Linked DNA regions of Sus scrofa: region 1 is linked to region 2. Evidence: chromatin contacts called from public Hi-C data. All regions are on one chromosome and are shown on one strand. The core of a region is the stretch at or near the end of the contact, and the rest is flanking DNA. Distances in the headings are between cores, read along the strand shown.

Region 1 (5,392 bases), core at 2,529-5,028, 71 kb after region 2:
AAGTGTGGTTGCCAAGGGGAACAGGGAGGGAGTGGGACAGACTGGGAGCCTGGGGTTAATAGATGCAAACTATTGCATTTGGAATGGATAAGCAATGAGATCTTGCTGTACAGCACTGGAAACTATATCTAGTCACTTGTGATGGAGCATGATGGAAAATAACGTAAGGAAAAGAATGTGTATATGTATGTGTGACTGGGTCACTTTGCTGTACAGCAGAAAATTGACAGAACACTGTAAACCAACTATAATGGAAAAAAATAAAAACCATTAAAAAAATTTTTTAAATAAAATGCTCTTTAGGATTTCCCTTGTGGTACAGCAGGTTAAGGATCTGCCATTATCACTGCAGCAGCTCAGGTCATTGCTGTGGCAAGGGTTCAATCCCTGGCAAGGGAAATTCCACATGCCTTGGCATGGCCAAAAAAAAAAAAAATATATCCTCTTTAAAAGTTTGATTTAAAAATTGCCAAAACTGGAGTTCCCGTTGTGGCTCAGCAGGTTACAAACCTGACTAGTATCCATGAGGGAGAGGGTTTGATCCCTGGCCTTACTCAGTGGGTTAAGGATCTGGCATTGCCATGAGCTGCAGTGTAGGTCACAGTCACTGCTCAGATCTGGCATAGCTGTGGCTGTGACATAGGCTGCAGCTGTAGCTCTGATTGGACCCCCAGCCTAGGTACCTCCATATGCTTCAGGTTTGGCCCTAAAAAGCAAAAAAATAAAATAAAATAAAAAGAAAAACTGCCAAAATGCAGTCACATTCTGAGGTAATGGGGACTAGAGCTTCAACAAATGGATTTTAAGGGATACGACCAGTTCATAATGACGTGTAAATCAAAGAACCACAGGTCCATTAGTACTTTACTAATATGCTAATACTTCTAGAACTAGTGTGGAATAAAGGATTATACTAAGGTTTCTTTTTAAAAGACTTTAGGTTTAGGGAGTTCCCTTTGTGGCTCAGTGGTTAATGAACCTGACTAGGATCCATGAGGATGTGTGTTCGATCCCTGGCCTCACTCAGTGGGTTAAGGATCCAGCGTTGCCATGAGCTGTGGTGCAGGCCAGCAGCTGTGTTAATTTCTGCTGTACATCAAAGTGATTTAGCTATACATATATATTTTTTAATATTATTTTCCATTATGGTTTATCATAGGACATTGAATATAGCTCTCTATATTCTGTAGGACCTTGTTGTTTATCCATTCTATATACAATAGCTTACACCTGCTCACCTCAACCTCCCAGTCCATCTCTCCCCCAACCCCCTCCCCCTTGGCAACTGCAAGTCTGGTCTCTATGTCTGTGACTCTGTTTCTGTTTAGCAGACAGGTTTATTTGTGTCCTATTTTAGATTCCACATGTAAATTATATATATCACTTATAAGTGACACTTAGATTCCACTTATAAGTAATGTCTTTCTGGCATCATTTAGTATGATAATCTCTAGTTGCATCCACATTGCTGCAAATAGCATTCTTTCTTTCTTTTTTTATGGCTGAGTGGTATTCCACTGTGTATGTACCACATCTTTATCCATCCATCTGTCAATGGCATTTAGGTTGTTTCCATGTCTTCATCATATATCTCTTAAAGAAAAAAAAAATAAGGTGCTTTTATAAAGTTTGAATATAAAAGGAACGCTTGAGGTCAGATATAGCTATTTAATCAATGGGAATTTGTAAAACATCAAGAGATACTTCTAAAAGTAGTCAAACTTTGAGTTATAAGCTGAATTAATTCTAGAGATCTCATATACAGCATGTTGACTACAGTTAATAATATTGTATCATATACTTGAAATTTGCTAAGAGAGATCTTAAGTGCTCTTATCACCTGCAACTCTTTACATAGCATTCACATTGTATTTACAACTATTTACATAACATTTATATTGCATTAGGTATTGTAAGGAATCTAGAGATGATTTCAAGTGTAGGAGGATGTGTGTAGTTTATGTGCAAATACTACCCCATTTTGTATAAAGGACTTGGGCATGATTCGACTTTGGTACTATCGTAAGTTCAGGGGACTACTGTATATTCGTATCACAAGGTGTTACTCAGCAGTAAAGAAGATTGTAGGAGCCCTTGTGCCACAGTGGGTTAAGGATCCCGTGTTGTCACTGCAGCAGTTTGGGGTGCTGCCATGGCATGGGTTCAATCCCTTGTCTGGGAATTTTCACATACTGTTGGCACAACCAAAAAAAAAAGGAATGAACTATAAATATATCCAACAATCTGGGTGCTGATTGTGAAAAAGCAAATCCCCTAAAGTTAAAAATTGTGTGTTTCCATTTATGTAACATTCTAGAAATTACAAAATGAGGAAAACAACAAATTAGTGGCTGTCAGGAGTTAAGGAGGGCATAGGAGTGAGAGGGAACTGGTGTGACTATAAAAGTGTTACAGGGGGAGGTCCTGTTGTGGTGCAGTGGTTAACGAATCCAACTAGGAACCATGAGGTTGCAGGTTTGATCCCTGGCCTTGCTCAGTGGGTTAAGGATCCAGCGTTGCCGTGAGCTGTGGTGTAGGTGAGCTGTGATGCAGCTCGGGTTCCGCATTGCTGTGGCTGTGGCTGTGGCATAGGCTGGTGGCTACAGCTCTGGTTAGACCCCTAGCCTGGGAACCTCCATATGTCATAGGAGAGGCTCTAGAAAAGGCAAAAGAGAAAAACAAAAACAAACAAAATAAATGTTACAGGGTGCAACTTCCTGTTGTTGCTCAGTGGTTAGTAGCGGGCCCTACTAGCATCCATGAGGACACGGGTTCGATATCTGGCCCTGCTCAGTGGGTTAAAGATCCGGCATTGCGAGGAGCTGTGGTGTAGGTTGCAGACTCGGCTCGGATCCCAAGTTGCTGTGGCTCTGGTGTAGGCCTACAGCTACATCTCTGATTGAACTCCTAGCCTGGGAACCTCCATGTGCCACAGGTGAGGCCCTAAAAAGACCAACAAAAAAAAAGTGTTATAGGAAGGATCCTTGTATTATTCTGTATCTTGACTGTATCAATGTTAATATCTTGGTTGTGAAATTGCACAAAAATAGTTTCTCACAAGATGTTACCATTAGGAAAAACTAGGTAAGTATACACAGGCTTTCTGTATTGTTTCTTAAACTGGATGTTAGTCTACAATATCTCAAAATTAAGAGTTTAATTTTACAAATTTCATTTTAATTGGAGAAAGAGCCTTTAGAGTCAGAATTCATCATTTCAGTCTAATGGATTCAAGTAACCTTAGAAAAATTACACAGTATGTTAAATGTATCTTTCTTTATTCCTTCAACTGAATCATTGTTTATGTTCTCTGCCAGGCAGAGGGATTGATTCAATACCTGTATTTTTTTAATATTTATTTATTTAGGCTTTTTATGGACACACTTGCAGCATATGGAGGTTCCCAGATTAGGGGTTGAATCGGAGCTGGAACCACTGGCCTACACCACAGCCATGGCCACATCCACGCCTGATCTCAGCCGTGTCTTTGACCTACACCACAGCTCACGGCAACACCGTATCCTTAACCTACTGAGTGAGGCCAGGGATCAAACCTGTGTCCTCATGGATCCTAGTTGGATTTGTTTCCACTGAGCCATGACGGGAACTCCTGATTCAGTATCTTTTCAGATTAGTGTGTCATTATGGGATTTTTCTTGCCTAATATTTCCTGTTCAGTAAATCCTATATAACAGGGCTCTGCAGCAGACACCAAAATTCTTTGGTGCAATTGGCCTTTGACCCTCTAAAAACTTTTAACTAAATGGCTCCTTTTCAGTCCAGGGAAGTCCAGATAGATTGAGCAAGTGTGCTAGGTCTGGAAGAGTTTAGAATATTCTGTCCTTACCAGTAACCATTTCAATGGGAGCTGGGCTAGTGATGCTGAGTCTTTGTTAGCCTAAGAAATTTCTTAATTTCTTTCATCATATCATTGTAGAAGTATTTCATCATGAAAAATTTCTCATTAAAAAGTATATAAGGTTCCATATTTTTCTATTAGTTTTTTTTCTCGCTGTGGAAATGAAGGAATTTGTCAGTATTTCCTTGGGCATATCTGTAGAAGTTATACATTTCTTTCTTTTATTTTCTTTGTTTCTTTTTTTTTTTTTTTTTTTTTTTGGCCATGCCTGCAGCATATGGATCGAACAGTGGTCCCTTGGTATCTGCAGCACCTAAACTGCTGTAGTAACAATGTCAGATCCTTAACCTACTGTGCCACAAGGGAACTTCCTAGAAGTTACACATTTCTTATTTTTCTAGAATTCTAAATAGTAAATTCATTTTAAATCCATATTATAAGTGTATTTTAATTTGCCAAAACAAACCTAGTGGCTTTACAGTCCTATTTTGTACTGTTTAAATTTAATCTGCCACTCTACCAAAAGAAAGGGTGGATTTTTTTTTTCGTTTTTTTGTTTTTTGTTTTGTCTTTTTGCCTTTTCTTGAGCCGCTCCCATGGCATAGGGAGGTTCCCAGGCTAGGGGTCTAATCAGAGCTGTAGCCACCGGTCTACACCAGAGCCACAGCAACTCAGGATCCGAACCACATCTGCGACCCACACCACAGTTCATGGCAACTCCAGATCCTTAACCCACTGAGCAAGGCCAGGAATCGAACCTGCAACCTCATGGTTCCTAGTCGGATTTGTTAACCACTGCACCACAATGGGAACTCCAAGAAAGGGTGGTTTTATATGAACACCTTTTTGGCATACGATTCTATAAATTTCATTCAAAAATCTTAGAAGTTTGCAGAAGTAAGAAATGTGTCAGTGCAGTGCAAATACCCCTCTCATTCACTGGAACCAATGTTTGTAGGCTCCAAAATGAGAAGCATATGAGTGAGATGTCTTTTTACAAATATTGTTCTTCCATAAGTTTTATTTTAGAAAATAAGGCACTTGGAGGTAGTCTATAAGGCCTCTGTTAGGAGATTCAAGAGCAGATCCTTCACCAGGTTCAGACCCTAGAAGAAACCTACGATGAACCCTAGACTAAACCTAGAAGAATAGATCCAACTTATCCAAATAGGCCTTATCCTAGTAGCAGTTCCTGTTGTGGCTCAGTAGGTTAAGAACCCAACATAGTGTCCATGAGGATATGGGTTCGATCTCTGGTCTCACTCAGTGGGTTAAGGATCTGGTATTCTCTCAAGCTGCAGTGTAGGCCACAGATGTGGCTCTGATCCGGATGTGACCTTAATAAATAAATAAATCATAAAAACCCTATGAGATTACTATAAAATGCTAAATGATAAAATGCAGGTATATTTCCATATTATGATTCTACTTATATAAAGGAGGGAAAAGGCAAAGAATTCATGGGACGGAAATATCCCCAAATGTCTGAAATGGTTGAGACTGCAAGATAAACTTAAGAAGATTTTGTTTGTT
Region 2 (5,733 bases), core at 2,054-4,553:
CATATGGAGGTTCCCAGGCTAGGGGTCGAATTGGAGCTGTAGCCGCCAGCCTACGCCACAGCTACAGAAACGTGGGATCCAAGCTGTGTCTGTGACCTACACCACAGCTCATGGCAACGCTGGATCCTTAACCCACTGAGCAAGGCCAGGAATCGAACCTGCAACCTCATGGTTCCCAGTTGGATTCGTTAACCACTGCGCCACCAAGGGAACTCCTCAGTATCTTGTAATAATCTATAATAGAAAAGAATCTGAAAAAGAATATATGCATATGTATAACTGAATCATTTTGTTGTACACATGAAACATTGTAAATCAACTATATGTCAATAAAAATACTGTGGAGAAAGTAAAGAGAAAACTTTAGGTATATAAAACTAGAATTAGAAGAAGTCACGGACAAGGGGAAATTCTTATGGTCCCAATTAGTTGAGTAGATTACAGGGTAGTTTGGGAACAATTGTCCTTGTTACAAAGGAAAAATACATTGTTCAATAGCCTACTCTCACCCTTGGTAAAATTTCAAATTATTCTATTAGGGAATTGAGGTTTTTAAAAAAGAAATATATTCCCAGCTTTATCACCAGAGTCCAAGAGAAAATAGAATTGTCCTTAGACAAGCTAACTGCAGGCAACATTTGTCCCATCTAAAGCAAGAAAAAGGCACATTTTTTAGAATGTTTAAAATGCATGAGTAAAAACTGTACATATTATCTCAGTGCAATATAAAACACTGGAAGGAAACATCAATAAAATGCTGTTTCTAAAGCAACTGCATTACTTTTTACAAATAATCTTATTTTCCTAGAATATATTTTCCTAGAAGTATTTTTAGGCCAAAAAATATTCTAGGCAGCCCTTGGAAGCTAACCACTCTGTTTTTTCCTTTACTGCAGCAATAGCAATTCTCATTGCTGTGACAGGTCATTTAGCTATGTTATCTATTCACATCAGGTCTTGTATATGTAATAAGCCACAAGGAATTTTTCAAATATAACTATGTATAACAGTAGACTGAATTTCATTTAACCAAGAAAAAAGTGGGGCAAAGGGTATGTTACCCCAGTGACTCAAGGGGAAAATTCAACCAATTCTTGTTCACTTATTCTCACAGTTGCCTGATAAGGATCATGTCACATTTGCCCCTGGAAATTATGACTCAATAGGTATGGGTAAGGCGCAGGAATCTCTTTGTAAAAAGCATTCCAGTCAACTCAACTTCAGACAAATTAGAGAAACATGTTAAAGTATCAGTACAAAGAGGTTTCTCTGTGAGAAGTGGTCAGCTTCTAAGATACACAATTCTTTAGGTATTGTTTAAAAACAACAAATGATTCTAAGTGGCCTGGCAATCTAGTCAACAACTGTACTAATAAGAAGGTCCTAGTTCAGGTATCATCTTCCTAGTCTATATTAACTGTTAATGATATATCAAATGCCATAGAAGCCAACTCCTAGTGTTTTCACAAAGAAATAATAAACCAGACTTATCAAAATCAGAACATATGATTAGCCACAAAAAGACATATACAACCAGTGCACGAGACATATTGTAATGTTTGTGGTAGAATCCTGCAAAATGGCCCCTCAAAACCATGCCCTCTTGTGCCCACTCATTTACATTTACCAAGTCATTTATAGCTATTCCCTGGTGGCTCAGGGGGTTAAGGATCCAGCCTTGCTACTGCTGTGGTGTGGGTTTGATCTCTGGTTCAGGGCATGGCCAAAAAAAAAAAAAAAAAAAAAAAAAGAAAAAGAAAAGAAAAAAAAAAAAACCCACATACACAAAAAACAAAGTAATTTACAAAATTATCTGCTGCTGCTCTATGAGATAAAATCTTTTCCAGGAGTTCCCATCATGGCTCAGCAGAAACAAATCTGACTAGTACCCTCGATGATGCAGGTTCAATCCCTGGCCTCGCTTAGTGGGTTAAGGATCCGGCATTGCCATGGTGTAGTCCAGCAGCTACAGCTCTGATTCGACCCCTAGCCAGGGAACCTCCATATGCCTTGAGTTCAGCCCTAAAAAAAAAGATGAAAAGAAAAAAAAAACAAAAAAAACCAAAAACCTTTTCCTCCTCCTAGCCAAAAGAATGCAGAACAGACATAGTGAGACCTGAACATGACTTCAGAGCCTAGGCCTTAAGAGACCTTGCAACTTCTGCCTTTCCCTATTGGAACATTCCTGGCACCAAATAGAGTCCACGTTAGAGTGCCAAATGATCAGCGACCACATAGTGTGTGCCAGCCACCGGGCAGTGGGTGAGGCCACCTGAGACTTCCTAGCCTCAGCCAGAATCCTGGTAACGGCATTTGCATCACTAACTCAGGCAAGACAGCAGCAGAACCATCCAAATAGGCACAACCGGCAGACACAATGGTGAGAGATGATCCACCATTATAAGCGACAGTAAGTTTTGGGTGATCACATAAGTGATCAGAAAGCAGAGGGTCAAACAGGAATCAATCACTTAGACACAAAACAAGAAGATATGTGATTCTGAGAATTTTATTTTCATTGAGTAGAAACTACAAAATTGAACAAAGGAAAAAAATCCTGAGAATCTGATTTCATACTTAGTTCTTTTAAAGTCACTGACTTTAAATATAAGTGCTTTAATTTTATACTCACAAAACTATAACAACATACTATAATAAATTTTGTTAGGGTTTTTTGTGTGTGTCAGAGGATATAAACCTCCTAACTACAACCTAATTCTTCTGCCTGTCCAACACAAACTCTTTCTAGAATAAATTGTAGTGGTCTTTCCGGAACATGGGCTTGTACCCCTATAGAATCAATCATTTCAGGGAAATTAGCATCCAATCATGGATTTCATATCCTTTGGCAACTAGAAAATTTAAAGTGCTTGAAAGACAGACCCTATGATGATGTTCAGAAAGAAGACTTACTGCCTATACAGGTACCAACAACTGTATTTAAGAGAGTAAGATCTGCATTGTTAAAATTGATAGATTTGCATTGTTGAGGCTTAAACTCTGCATAGTTCCATAGTCCCATCATAATTTGCATTGCTGCTGCAAGAGAGGAAGTTAAAAATATTTCTATTTTCTATGTCAGGATAAATTTAGAGAGCATGATTCTACTAATTTCTACATTTAACAAGTTTCCTTCACTCAATATTCCTATATATTTCACCAACCCACTCCCAGCACCTAGTTTCATGACATATTTTGCTAAATGCTTAGTAAATGATTAGTCTCTAAAGCTTAGCAATGTTCATCAGCTGCATCATATCATGGAAAGCACAAAAAACCTGCTGAACTAGCTTTTCTGCATCAGTTTCCGGACATGATTTCCAGGCTGTACAGGACACAAGAAATCTGTGAAGCACAAAGAATACATGGTTACATACAATGCAAAAATCAACAGAAAAAGCTCTGAGTGGTGGTGGTGAATAGAGCCATGGCCTTTATCCCCTCTGTTCACATAGGAAATAGATGAAATACGTACAGGATTTCCTGCTCACATTAGGTAAATGTAACCTGGCAAAATAGATAGTAAAGCCATATTTATATGTAATGCTAAGAAAAGCTAATTTACCACATGACTAGAATGACTAGAGCCTAAGGATGAAAGGGAACAACAAAAAACTAGCCAGAGCTCAAGAGTGCTCTGGAGTCAGGTCTTACTGGGTTAAACAAACCTATCTTTTCCTGAATAAGACTTTCCTAATATGCCCCAAAGAGAATGAGTTAGAGTATGAATTCACACTGCAGTGAAACTTGAACTATTTTTAAAGAAGAATGTCATGCTTGATAGTGCTTGAAGAAAATTTAATAATAAAATAGAGAAAGAGGGATAAAAGGAGAGAAAGGCTGTTTCTAGAAAAGCCAAAGGCAAATTCTTGAAACTAAGACATGCCATCCACCACCGTGTCCTTTCTAGCTCTTCCTGGTGAAGAAATCCCCTAACTGGCTGATGATACAAGTGGCCCCAGGAAGCTGAAATCAATAGGACAGAAGCCTGGCTTCTGGGGAGCAGAAACCTAGCCACCAACTCTCTTGGAATTAGCTGTCCCCTTTCCAGATACATGAACTTTCTACAGCAAAACATGCTTCATGTTCAAGTTAAAACCAAAATGTTGTGTAAAATAAAGCTTTGTGGATGACCATGCAATTTTTCTATTACTAAAAGACAGTAAAGTACACATCTTTGACATACATTTTAGATTAAGCAGAATGAAATAAAAACACGTTTTGGCCCATGTTTATGTGGGTCATATCTGGCCCAGTAATGATGAAACGGTTTGGTTTATATTTACTGAAAGATAAACAGGAACCTACACCGAGTCCTGCCTTGTTTTCACCTAATGATTGACAATCACTAGGCATTTTCTAGCTACACTGTGCATATAATTCTCAAATATTTAGCATCTAAATATTTCTTTGCAAAGATTAACAATTTCTACTCACGTTAAATTTTTTAAAAATTCAGTTATCTTTTTAAATTACAGCAAGAACAATCTTTCCTATATGTCCAATTCATAAAAGAAATAAAGAAAAATTAGGAATAATAGAGAAATGGTTAAATTATGGAAATCCATAAGACTAGTCATTATTTAACCAACTATCCAGCATATTTAATGACATTGGGAAATGCTTGAAAAATAGAGAATGCAATTTAAAAATATGGCACTAAAATATTTAAAATATGATCTCAATTTATAAAAATTTATACACACATAACCTATATACACTATAGATTAAAAAGATAACAGTTTATTCTGTAATAGAAATGTTAACTTTTAATAATTTTTGCTATATCTTAACAAATTTTTTACAATGAGCATGAAGTACATTTAAAATAAAATGCTATTTCAAAAATAAACCAATTTTCTCCAAGTCACATATTTTCAGGCTTAACAATGAATAAAAAAAATTCTGTTCAGAGAATTTCCATGTATTACAATTGACAACAATTTTGGGTGTATACACAGTAATGACTCATAAACGTACGTATACACCTTGGCTCTGACCTCTTTGCTGAACTTCCTGATACATTCTCTTGTACATAAATACAACAAATGCCTGTATTAGCAGAAATGTCAACCACTATGTCCAAAACAAATTTGTGGAGTCTACCCTAACCCCAAACCCATTTCTCCCCTAATTTTCTCCAACCCAGTAAATGCCTCTATCGGAATCAGCAATCCATCAGTAAATCTTACTGGTTATACCCCCAAAATCTCTCTCAAATCCCTTCTCTCCACCTTGAGAGAACTGCCTCATTCAACTTATCATCCATGCTTCCTGATTTCCTTCATCTCATTCTTGCTCATGTTACTGTCCACCTAATTTATATTTCATACAGCAACCAATGGTCCCTTTCACGTGTAAATAAAATATCTAACTTTCACGTGTAAAATTGGTAAAAATGCCTCTGATTACTCTTAGGAGGAAAGCAAAAATATTCCTTACATGTTAAGAGGCCCTACATCAACTGACTACCCCAACCAACCAGTTCCTCCGGGAGTATTGTTTTGAAAGCTCTCCAGGTGATTCTCATGCGCACTCAGGGTTGAGAACATTGCCCTATCAGCTTGACCTCTTGTGTGCCTCTCTTCCATCTCTTCTACCACCTTCCCACCCCATTGCTAATTTATAGCTATACTGCCTTTGTCTTGTACCTTATAAATGCGAAGTTCTTCCCTCCCCCGCGACCTGTATACTTATGTTCAACACCAAAGTCATTGTGAAACATTTGCTGAG

The links. A called contact is a pair of places that touch in the nucleus more often than the background predicts.
Region 1: a contact with region 2 is called in a Hi-C map of liver, with 2.7 times the contacts expected there. The contact joins two enhancer-like sites. A contact is called at or near these places in 4 of 47 Hi-C or Micro-C datasets (fetal skeletal muscle, liver and omental adipose tissue).

What each region holds. Positions count from the first base shown.
Region 1 is chr9:93,331,338-93,336,729 of Sscrofa11.1, forward strand. No RefSeq gene overlaps it. Among named protein-coding and RNA genes, the nearest start is that of CROT, 26 kb to the left of the region's middle. Within about 2 kb of position 3,779, at least 1 of the 83 cell types and tissues checked has an H3K27ac peak or open chromatin away from gene starts, as enhancers often do. A contact at or near this core is called in liver, where this site is marked.
Region 2 is chr9:93,261,113-93,266,845 of Sscrofa11.1, forward strand. It overlaps CROT (carnitine O-octanoyltransferase), which reads right to left. Exons shown (of 18, transcript NM_001243217.1): 18 at 2,494-3,345. The coding sequence ends at 3,225. ABCB4 (phosphatidylcholine translocator ABCB4) reads left to right here. Exons shown (of 26, transcript XR_002335872.1): 26 at 1-1,012. Among named protein-coding and RNA genes, the nearest start is that of CROT, 44 kb to the right of the region's middle. Within about 2 kb of position 3,304, at least 3 of the 83 cell types and tissues checked have an H3K27ac peak or open chromatin away from gene starts, as enhancers often do. A contact at or near this core is called in liver, where this site is marked.